Regions from separate parts of the Rattus norvegicus genome. Here region 2 is linked to region 1. Evidence: chromatin contacts called from public Hi-C data. All regions are on one chromosome and are shown on one strand. The core of a region is the stretch at or near the end of the contact, and the rest is flanking DNA. Distances in the headings are between cores, read along the strand shown.

Region 1 (5,651 bases), core at 339-2,838:
CGTTGAACTGAGAATGGGGTCCCCGATGGAGGAGTTAGAGAAAGGACTGAAGTAGCTGAAGGGGTTCACAACCCCATAGGAAGAGCAACAATATCAACCAACCAGACCCCCCCAGAGCTCACAGGGACTAAACCACCAACCAAAGAACACATATGGAGGAACCTATGACTCCATCTGCATATGTAGCAGAGGATAACCTTGTCAGGCATCAATGGAAGGAGAGGCCCTTGGTCCTGTCAAAGCTCAATGCCCCAGTGTAGGGGAATCTCAGGGTGGGGAGGCAGGAGAGAGTGGGTGGGTGAGAGAGCTCCCTCACAGAAGCAGGGGGAATGGGAATGGGAGAGCGGGTTTCTGGAGGGGAAACCGGGAAAGGGGATGACATTAAAATGTAAATTAAAAAATATCCAATAGAAGAAAAAGGAAAGAAAACAGGAACCAGGTAGAGTGTCCCATGAGTTTAATAGCAGCACTCAGGCGACAGAGGCAGGCAAACCTCTGTGAATTAGAGGTCTGCCCAGTCTATACAGCAAGTCCCAGGCAACCAGGACTACATACTGAGATCCTGTCTCTAGAAGGAAGAGGAGACGGGGAGGGACAAAGGGGGAGTAGCTTTAGAAGGTTACATCAGGGAGCTCCTTGCTCCTTTCATCTTGGGGCTCCGGGGCTAAGAGAATGGCCCAGCTCTCACCCAGCCTACGGTCTTTGGAAGCATCTATTCTAAAGGAATCCATAGCTGGAGAAGAAGGGCGGAGAGTGTTAGGATCACACAGGTAATATAGAATATAGAGCTGGCTTAACCCCAAGCCTGCACTCTTTATGCTCGGTCTTTGTAGAGATTTCAGAACAAGGCCTCACTGTGTAGTTCTAGCTGCCCTTTGGAAGTCGCAGTGTAGAATAGGCTGGCTTCAAATCTACAGCTGTTTCCTTGTCACAGGAATGTACGACACCAGCTACTTCAGCTGCTGCCTAGGCAATGCGTGCCATGCATTAAGCCTGCGGTCCTCAGCCTTCCCAATGCTACAACCTTTATTGTAGTTCCCCATGTTGTGGTGAGCCACCACCGTGAAAGTGTCTTCATGGCTACTTCATAACTGCAATTTTGCTTCCGTTACGGATCATAATGAAAGTATCTGATATGTGACTCCTGTGAAAGGGTCACTCTGACACCCAAAGGGGCCACAACCCACAGATTGAGAACCAATGCATTCAGCAAAAGTCTATCCATTTCACAGCAGTGCCTTAGAGTGGGGTATGACTTGCCTACCATTGCCAACCATGTTGCCAGAGGCCAGGATCAGACATCCCAGACCTGTACGGCTCCTAAACGGAGAACTCCTCTTCTCCTGGCTTGCCCTGTCCTAAATGGCTAAAGCCAACCCCAGCTTATGTTCTCACCTGGCCAGAGTGTGGTCAGAACTCTAGATTAGTCACAGGGTCGAGTGACTGCAGAGAGTTTACACAAAGTGTTGCCTGATTCCCAGAAGTATGGACGCAACCACGCCCATCCAGCCCCATGGCCACCCCCTGTGCCTCGCACTTTAGAAAGCCACACCAGGGGAACAAGTGTCAGAATGGGGCCCATGCTGGCCACAGGGGAAAATATTTTGTTCCCTGGATACGGCCCTATGTGTTGGGTGAGATTTCCTCTCCCAAGACGCAGCCCTTCCAAGGGGAGGAAGTGAGAATGGGAGAGAGCAGGAGAAGTGGGGAGAAACTTGCCAACTAAACAGAACAGAAAGGCAGGGCTCGTGAGAATGGCACGTGCTCTGTTTTGCTGCTCAAGGAGAAATCCTCACTATCTTGCAGCAGGCCATCAGGTTGCAGTCTCCTTGGTTACTAGAGGGAAGATCCCAAGGGACAGGACGGTGGCAGCACATCTGTTTGGAACCTGGCAGTTCCTTAGCTTCCTTTGCTTAGATTCCTTATCTCATGAATACATTCAAGATATTTGTTTTGGGAGTTTTTTTGTTTCTTTTTCCGTTTGGGGGTTGTTTGGCTAGTTTTGAGACAAGATCTCTTGTAGCCAAGGTGCTGGCTTCAAACTCCCTGTGTAGCCAAGGATGGCCTTAAAATTCCAGCCTGGGATGGTCAGCATGTGGGGCCACGTCTGGTTTACGTGTTGTTGGGGACTCCAAACCCAGGCTTTTGTGCCTGTTAGGAAAGTATTCTACCAACCAAATTACAGTCCCACATCCACAAAAATAAATAAATAAATAAATAAATAAATAAATAAATAAATAAATAAATAAATAAATTTCAAAGCAACAGGCAAAGGAAGCATTGAGTGAATTGTACTGTAGAAGGGGGTAAAATATCAGGCCAGGAGCCAGAGATGAAAATGGGGTTCATTCATTCATTCATTCATTCATGTATCTTGTACATGTTTTCTGGCACCTACAGTGAACTGGCTACCATCTAAAAGACTCAAAACAAAAAGCCAATGGACAAGAGACAGTTTTTCCTCCTAGAGCGTGTATGAATGACAGAGCATTTGACATGGGAGTGGACTCTCTCTGGTCAGAAGCTTAGCAGTGAACCTACCCACAGATGCAGTAAGACACACCTGTGCTGTTGCAATGACCTGCGTCTACCAAGCTCTGTGCCCAGCACACAGCTACCCTGATGGCAGGTGGGATTGTCACTGTTTGAAAGATTCTATTTGTAACCATTCGAAAGTTGAATTTTAGTAAAGTGTGGCTTAGATATGGCTGTGTACATCTCTGAGTTTCTGGTATTTAATCTTCATCACGTGGTCTCGTCAGTGGCCTGCACATCCTGGACATGTAGGTGATTATTACAGTGTCCTCAAGTAGACCCCGGGTTACTACTCTGTGCTGTGCTGGCCGAGGTTTCACAGCCTGCCCTCTGGGACAGGAGCACCGGCTTGTGGCGTTTGCCAGTCTTTGTGATGGGGATATTCTTACCAGGTTGAGAAGCGGTGACCCACAGTCTGTCGCTCCCCTCCAAGTTCACTGAACACGAATGCCCTCAGTAGTAGAGCTGTGGAAGGTAGGTGACAGGGCAATGGAGTATTGCAGATGCCTTTGCCTCAAGCTGTGCATTGCACTGCTCCTATGCATGTACTTAAAGGACACTAGATGTGTACTTTAAATGTTGCTATTATTTGTGCCTAATGGCCAGCAGGAGGATGGTTGCTGGGTTCTCAGGCGCTGCTGTGACTGATCCCATCACACAGCCTCTCGAAAAGGATTTCTTCTCCTCGTCCCTTACCTGCTGCTGGATAATTTTGTTTTATTTTATTTGTTTGTTTATAGAGGGGAAGGGCCATTCTCCTCTTCACATCCTCGTCGTCTCCTAACCTGTGCTCTTCTAGTTTTCATTTTGTTTCATTTCACTGACATTTAATTCCACGATAAAACTTCAAAGGGACGCCGCAAACCCACTTAAAAACACAGCCTGCATAGCAGCAAGACATGTTCATGACTGTGTGTTGGTAGCTTCTAGACTGAGAGGAATGTCTCTTCTGTGACGCTGTGGATGAGGCCTGGGTCTTGAGGTTCAAGTTTCTCTGGACTGAGTCAGTAGTGTACTGGCAGGGAACTTGCCCGGTGACTGAAAGGCTCTGGGTTCCATCTCCAGTACAAACATGCAAGCAGGAAAGGAAGAAATGAGGGGAGGAGATTATTTTTCTAAAAGCCCAAATGAACTTAACTTTTCCCCCAGTTTGGTAAACTTTTCTAAATCCTTTGCCCCAGTGTATTTTCTACCAACTAATAAGAGAGGCTGGGACTCTGGCTCTAGTGCAGTCCGTTTTGACTAATTGTGAGTCCCCTGAGGACTTCTTTAGCCTGTGCTTATGTGTGGATTGCAAAGAACAGACAGATTGCTAGACGCCAATCGGAGGTTAGAATGCAGTTGAGGAAGGGAGGCAGAGTAGCGGTGAGGCATGTGCTCAGAAAGGGGGTAAGGGGGTTTCGGGTCCACTGAGGTTTATTTGTGTTTCGTGTGACGTACGTGATCTGTTTGTCCTGCAGCGGCTCAGGGTCAGGTTTGCTGTGCTTGCTATACGGGCACGAAGCAGTAACCAGAGCGTCTGTACATCACAAGTACAGCCATTCATCTGGAAGAGCCCTTCCCTGGACAGCCCATGTCATTACTTTTTAAATTTTTGAAAGACGCTCTGCCCCTGCCTCTCCCTATTGGCTGTTTTTCTCAGGAAAGGAGAAAACAGTTGGCAGAACTAAAAGTTTCCAGACCACAGGCTGTCTGCTTCTCAAATAACCCCAACGCCAGAATTTCCACTTTCTCCAACTCCGCTGTGAAGGAGCTAACCTGCGCTGCAGACCTGCCGCAGTGTTCCTTGGTTACGCCTTGGTTACGCCTTAGTTACGCCTTGGTTACCCATTTGTGACTTTTCCTGTTTCCAATATTTGTGCCTTCCTTGTCCTTTTCTTCTCTCTCATTCTTTTTTCCCTTCTTGGACTCATTGGTACTGTACCACAATGTCTAAAAATACACCCTAACCACTGGTTTTCAAGAAAGAGGATCTGCAGAAATAACCTAAGTGACGCTGTGGCCATGAACTCTTGATAGTGACTTCTGGGCCCTCAGGAGGTCCTGGTTACAGAAGCACCTTCCAACCCTTTCCAGGGAGAGAGTGCTTCCCACCACACGTCCATCTGTGACGTTACAGCCCCAGCCTTGCCCTTTCTTATCATCTGGTGAGCCCCTTGTTGAGTTGGCTCAGTCTCTCATTAGCTGTGGGGACCTCAGTGAGTTACTCTCAAACTCTTAAGGGTCCAGCTTTCTAACAATAAAAGAGAAAGCTGAAGCTGTTTGTTTCATGGGGTACTTGTGAGAACCCAGTAGACAAAATGCGCGTAAGCATACATGATGTAGGTAGGCCTGGGGAACTGACTTGAGCCTGAATTTGATCCTCACAACACTTTTTAAAAAAGTCATGCATGAAGCTGAGCATTACAGCACACACCTTTAATCGCAGTACTCTGTACTACAGAGACAGAGACCGGTAGTTCTCTGTGAGTTCAAAGCCAACCTGGTCTACATAGAAAACTCTTAAGAATACAGAGAGTCCCTGTCTCAAACAAAACCACAACCCACGACAAAACATGTACGGCAACCCATACTTGTGATCCCAAGACTCGGGAAACAGATGGGTGGAACCTTGCGACTTGCTGGTCCAGAAGCCTAGCCTAATCTGGATGCTCTGGGACAGTGAGAGAGACTGTCTCGAAATACCATGCTTAGCCTTTGTCCTCCCTCTACATACACACATAGACACATGTACCCACACTCACATATGTGTGAATGTGCATACGCACATACAAAGAAGCATGGTGAGAAAGATCATGTGTGTCCATGTGACCTAAGAGTGAAACTGAAAGAGTCTAGGAACCCAAGTGAACTGTAGAAGTGAGGTTGGGGTAGGTGTCTTAGTCAGGGTTTCTATTCCTGCACAAACATCATGACCAAGAAGCGAGTTGGGGAGGAAAGGGTTTATTCAGCTTACACTTCCACATTGCTGTTCATTACCAAAGGAAGTCAGGACTGGAACTCGAGCAGGTCAGGAAGCAGGAGCTGATGCAGAGGCCATGGAGAGATATTACTTACTGGCTTCCTTCCCCTGGCTTGTTCAACTTGCTTTCTTAAAGAACCCAGGACTACCAGCC
Region 2 (5,549 bases), core at 2,719-5,218, 43 kb before region 1:
TATACACCTGCATCCCATCGGTTCCTGAAATGGAAGAGGAGGCATCTAACTGAACCTGTGTTTGATGGGAACAATGAGGCTTCTGTCTTATGGTCGAGCTTTGAGAGTACTCGATTTTCCTGAGTCCACAGGAAAAGCTGTCTCTGATGGCGAAGACTGAGCTTCTAGAAGCATTTTGGGGAAGTTGGGGCAAATCATTAGAACTGCTCTTCAACTCAAGTCACCTCTGACCCTACCCTTAGCAAAGAAAAATGACCTAAAGAGTCGTTTAAAAATGTTTTTCAAAAAGTCTTATTGGGTATGCGTGCTTGTGTGGGTACATGTATGGGTGCAGGCACACGTGTACATGTATGTGCCTGCTGAGATCATAGAACTCTATCTTGTTTGTTTTCTTTTGGCTGAGACAGTGTCTGTTACTGGCCTGGAGTTTCTGGATTAAGTCAGGCTGGCTGCCCAGTGCATCCCAAGTTTCTTCTTTCTCTGCCTCCCTAGCACTGGGATTACAAACACAGGTGCCTGTACCCCGCCTTAAAAATGCATATTGGGAGAGACAGTTTATCGGTTAAGAGCATTGGGTACTCTTCAAAGGACCTGGATTCCAGTCCCAGCACCTACAATGGCCGATCACAAGTGTCTGCAGCTACCATTTCAGAGAATAAATAAGACGCCCTCTCCTGGCTTCCATGGGCACTGCATGCACATGGTATATAGACTTACATGCAAGCAAAGTACACATATGCAGGAACCAAACCTTTAATGGATATTTTATCTTTACTGTTTTCCCTAAATCCAAAAAGTTCAGAGAATTTCTGCTTTTGGTAGCGATGGTGGCTGGGTGTCCTGGGTGCTCGCCTCTTGCCAGCCACCATTCTAAACACGGAAGCGCATGTTTACTTGGTCTTCCCCTGACGCCGAGTACACTCAGACTTTGCATGCTTCAAGACTATATTCAAGGTGCTGGGGAATTTGAAACCACGGTTAGCCCCACACCCACCATCCTTCTCCTCCACAGGGTGACAATTTTAACCTCACTAACCACTAACCTCAGGCCCCGTGACTGCTGGTCCACAGGTGGACTGAAAACTTGCAATCCGGGCAAGCTCCCAAGTGCTGTTGACTGACCAGTCCGGCAAACGCTGTTATTCCATGTCTCGCTTGCAGGAAAGTTGTCCAGGCCTGGGACAAGGGTAGGGATGGGGGTGGTGGCTCAGCCGGTCAAGTGCTTGCTATGCAAACCTGAGGACCTAAGTGCAGACCCTCAGCATTCATGCCACTGCCAGGTGACTGTGTGTGCCTGTGACCCCAGAACTGGGAGGTAGAGATAGGCAGATCCTGGGGGCTCATTAGCCAGCCAATCCAGCCAAAAGGTGAGCTTCTGGGTTACCGAGAGACCCTGTCTGGAGGAATAAGGTAGAGGGACTGGGAATGTAACTCAGCCAGCAGAATGTCTGCCCGCCTGGTATGCACAGGCCCTGGGTTTAGTCTCTAGAACCACATAACCTGCGTGAAGTGCTGGCACATTCCTGTGATCTCAGCATTTAGGAGGGAGAGGTGAAAGGATCAGGAGTTCAGTATCGTCCTGACTACATAGCAGTTCCGAGGCCACCCTGACGACATAAGCCCCTGTCTGAACAAATACTAATAACGTGTACAAGTGATTGAGGAAGATACATGACACTGACTTCTAGCTTCCATATGAGCAAGCGCGGGCTCCCATAAGCACGTACATGTGAAAAAGAAAAAGAAAAAGCGTATCTTAATCACTAGCTTTGAAACCTTGAGTGAAAATGTCCCAGGCTGCAGTCAATTGCTGACATGAGAGCTGATCCGTACCTGCCCAAGTATCTTGAGAGCACCTTTTCTCAGAGGATGGTGTCACAGACACTGGGAATTGACTTGTTGGGAGTATTATTCTGGTATTCCCTAGGCTGCCAACATTTCCGAGAACTCAGTACACTGCATCATAAATATGTGTGTGTGTGTGTGTGTGCGCGCGCGCGTGTGTGTGTGTGTGTGTGTGGATCATGATTTACTCTAAAAGCCCCCCCTTTTTTGTAATTTCCCATCAGGTGACTTTTTTCCCCAAATTATGCTTGGTTCATTTTATTCCAATTCAGTAAAACCTCCTGTGTCAGATTGTGTGTGTAAACACCACGACTGTTATCCTGGTAAAGTGCAGCCAGAATGTTAATATGAATAGGCACACAGATTTGCTGCCAAGAAAGAGCACCAGATCTCAGAGCGGTTGTGTCCTCTATGAATCCCACACACTCCCTTAAACATTTTTTTTTCTGGTGGTGAAAGAAACCTCATTTTAAAAGTTTTCCGATTACAGCCACCTTGAAACCAACAGGTGCTCCAAGGACAGATTTTTGTGTTGTTTTGGATGCTTGCGTTTGGCCTGAATTAAGATGGCTAACGGCACATTTGAAACCTAAAATGAAGCTGACTGACTGGCAGATAATCTGTCCTCAGGCCTCTGGAGCTAGTTTGGAAGAAAAGCTTTGGCCTCTTACCTCTCAGCCACTTAATAGCAAAGATAATTAGCACGGGTGTGAATCGACCAGTAAAACGTCACCATTGTCCAACAGGTAGATTCAGAGAAAAATACCTCCCTCCTGAAATCTGGTGCAGTAGATTGCTTTTATCATTATTATTATTTATTTTGTATTAATTATATCATAATGGGCTTCAGGATACTTTAACACACGTGTATAATGTGATTTGATCATTATCATCCCATTGCCTTCTCTTGACTCCGCCCCCTTGATGCTGGACCCCGCCCTCTCCCCCCGCGCTCCTCACTTCGTTTTTGTCTTTGTGTGTGCCCATGTGATCCAGCGAGAGTAATTAGGATTGCTTCCAGGCTGCAGCGATCTTGCTCTGGAAATGGGATAGGATTCTGGGGGCTGCAATGTACAAACATTCTCAAGGAAGATTACAAACTCGGGATATGTGGGACTCCTTGGATTCCCTTTGCAAACTCCTCAGATAATACCATTCCCTGTGGAGCTCTTAAAAAGCATGAATTGTCCCATGGCCTCTTGAGCTGAGGAAGAGCTTTTAGTTTTCCTATTTATGCATTTATTTCTTATTTACTTTTGAGCAACAAGTTCCCCATTCAAGTTTGTGATGCCAACTATGGCTAGGCATATCCTGAGGTTGAATTTTGCACCAACTGACCAGGGATCCTCTTTCGAAGCTTCTGGTTCCCAGGGAGTCTTAACTGAATGCTGTTCACAGAGGATCAAAGACGCCTTGTTTTGCTCCTGAGCCCACAGCTGCCCTGGGACTAGCCTCATAAGGGTATCGGGGGAACTTGCTTTGCTGGTGGCCACAGCAGGCTAGCAATTTTCTTGGAGACCCTCAAGTTAGGAGCAAAGACAGTCTGGAGGCGCTTACACACTGTTGCTTTGAAGCTCTTCATCTGGCTTCAGCAGAGCCAAGAAAACATGCACAATTCCCTCAGGAGTGAGATCTAAAGGGACGTGCTGCTGCATTTTTTTTTCTTCCCCTTCTGCTTCTATAGCTTCCCCAGAGGTGTTTATCACTGAGGCGTGGACAGAGCAAGATGCAAGGCAGAGAGACCTTAAAGAGTAAAATATAAGGGTCCCGGTACTGGGTCTAGGTGTGTGTGTGTGTGTGTGTGTGTGTGTGTGTGTGTGTGTGTGTGTGTGTGCAAGTGCGCTGAAATGAAGCTGCCCACTAGGTTTGCAAAGAGTTGCTGGGCTTTGCCTGCAGCCCTGTGCCCTGGAGCAGCGCAGCGGGGAGTCCTCACCGGCCAGGGCTTCCCGCGCCCAGGGAGCACCCAGGGCTGGCCTGACGGAGCTTAGGAAGCTGGCGCTGGGGGGCGGGCGGGGTGACACAGCCTCCGTGCCAGCCGCAGCCGTTGGCTGGCGGGCACCCAATCCCGGGGCATGCCGCCCCAACCTGGCCGGGACACACAGTGAAAGGCGAGTTCAGTGGCAGATCTGACCCCCCCCCCCCCTGGGGGCTGTCAGCTACAGCAGCGTGGCGTGCCCAGTATCGCGGATCCCAGGCTCCGAGGGAAAGCAGCGGCATGGCTTCGGTGTTCATGTGCGGAGTGGAGGACCTGCTGTTCAGCGGCAGCCGCTTCGTGTGGAACTTGACCGTGTCCACGCTGCGGAGATGGTACACCGAGAGGCTGCGGGCTTGCCACCAGGTGCTGAGGACGTGGTGCGGGCTGCGGGATGTGTACCAGGTGAGCCCAGGAGCTGGCGCCCTGGGGCCGTTGCGGGATGCCCGGAGCTCAGCTGAGAGCCGGTCCACCTGTATGATTTCATAACCTCAGGCTTCCCATATCTTTGTTTTCAACTCCTCGCGGGTAGCTTGGCACTTGGGGCAAATCCTCAGGAGCTTTAGCTAACTGTGGCTTGATGATGGCTTTTTTTTTTTTTTTCAGTTGGGCCTGGGGCACTTGGGAGTTATCCCCCACACCCATTAGGTTGGAGGTTCTATCTGGCACTAGGAAAGGGTCTGTAGCTTTGCAACACAGGGTTTGTGGATAGCGACTTTGAGGCTGAGAGGATGATTTCTGTTTAATTGCATTTCATTTCATTGGGGTGGCCATTTCGGAAGCTAGGATTTCCCATCATTGCTTGCTGTCAGAGCATGTCTTAGTGAATTTGCCTTCTTCCTTCTGATTTTATTGCACTTTTCCACCAGACAGCCCCAGTTTGCAAGGCATAGCTAGGAAAACCTGATTCTGTGTTGACTGGCTTTGGGGAGGAAGAACAGTGGATTGTGAGCGCTTTGAGGGAGGCTGACAGGCTAGGGAACGGAAGCGTGGCTTGGCTGAGCGCTGGAATGCTTACGCTTGGATTTAATCTGTCGCACAACACAGCCTCTTTATTGCTTGGTTGGCCCCATCTTGCAGGCAAAATCTGCAGCAACTTTACCCAATGAGGGCAAAGACCATTCATCCTCTCTGGGACTGCAACTTGCCTGGATTTTTGTGAACAGTAGTAAATGGATATAAAAATCCTCTGTTTGGGGTTACTAATACCTTTAAGATAAAAAAAAATTAAAACTACGTGACTAAATTATAAAGATTTTACCTGGGCTTCTTTCCTGGATATATTTTTACAGTTCTCGGAATCTCTTACACATCACCTGACCCTATTCCTAATAGGGCTGAAATGTATCTGTCAGAGTGGGTCCCGTATGTGACTCAAGCTTTGATTTTGAAGAGTCATAGTCTCCCATCAATCAGATAGAATAAAGGCCAACTGAGGACAGACTACAAGAGTTCTAAGGAATGAATGTTAAAACAATAATTAAAAAACACACACACATTTTATCCCGTGGTTTCAGTGCTCTTGGTTCAGCTAACATATCTGTAATACCATGCAGTTTGAAGTAGAATCAGTGAGGCACACTGAGAGCCCTGGAGGCCCAGCGGGGCTTGAGAGCATTAGGGAGCTGTGGCTAGAGCCCATCTGGCCACAGGCAACTGCACAGGCTTATTGGAGCTAGGCATGTGTCTCTCTTTCAGGTCTTTTCTCTCTTGGGAAGTCTCACTTTGGTTT

The links. A called contact is a pair of places that touch in the nucleus more often than the background predicts.
Region 2: a Hi-C map of liver shows a contact between it and region 1, with 1.5 times the contacts expected there. The contact joins the promoter of Frmd4b here to the enhancer-like site in region 1. A contact is called at or near these places in 2 of 12 Hi-C or Micro-C datasets (liver and mammary epithelial cells) and 1 of 1 datasets of contacts at active chromatin or transcription factors (oligodendrocytes).

What each region holds. Positions count from the first base shown.
Region 1 is chr4:131,593,453-131,599,103 of GRCr8, reverse strand. All of the region lies in intron 1 of Frmd4b (FERM domain containing 4B), which reads left to right. Among named protein-coding and RNA genes, the nearest start is that of Frmd4b, 44 kb to the left of the region's middle. Within about 2 kb of position 1,588, at least 23 of the 93 cell types and tissues checked have an H3K27ac peak or open chromatin away from gene starts, as enhancers often do. A contact at or near this core is called in liver, where this site is marked.
Region 2 is chr4:131,638,600-131,644,148 of GRCr8, reverse strand. It overlaps Frmd4b (FERM domain containing 4B), which reads left to right and starts at 3,968. Exons shown (of 23, transcript NM_001427301.1): 1 at 3,968-4,222. The coding sequence starts at 4,061.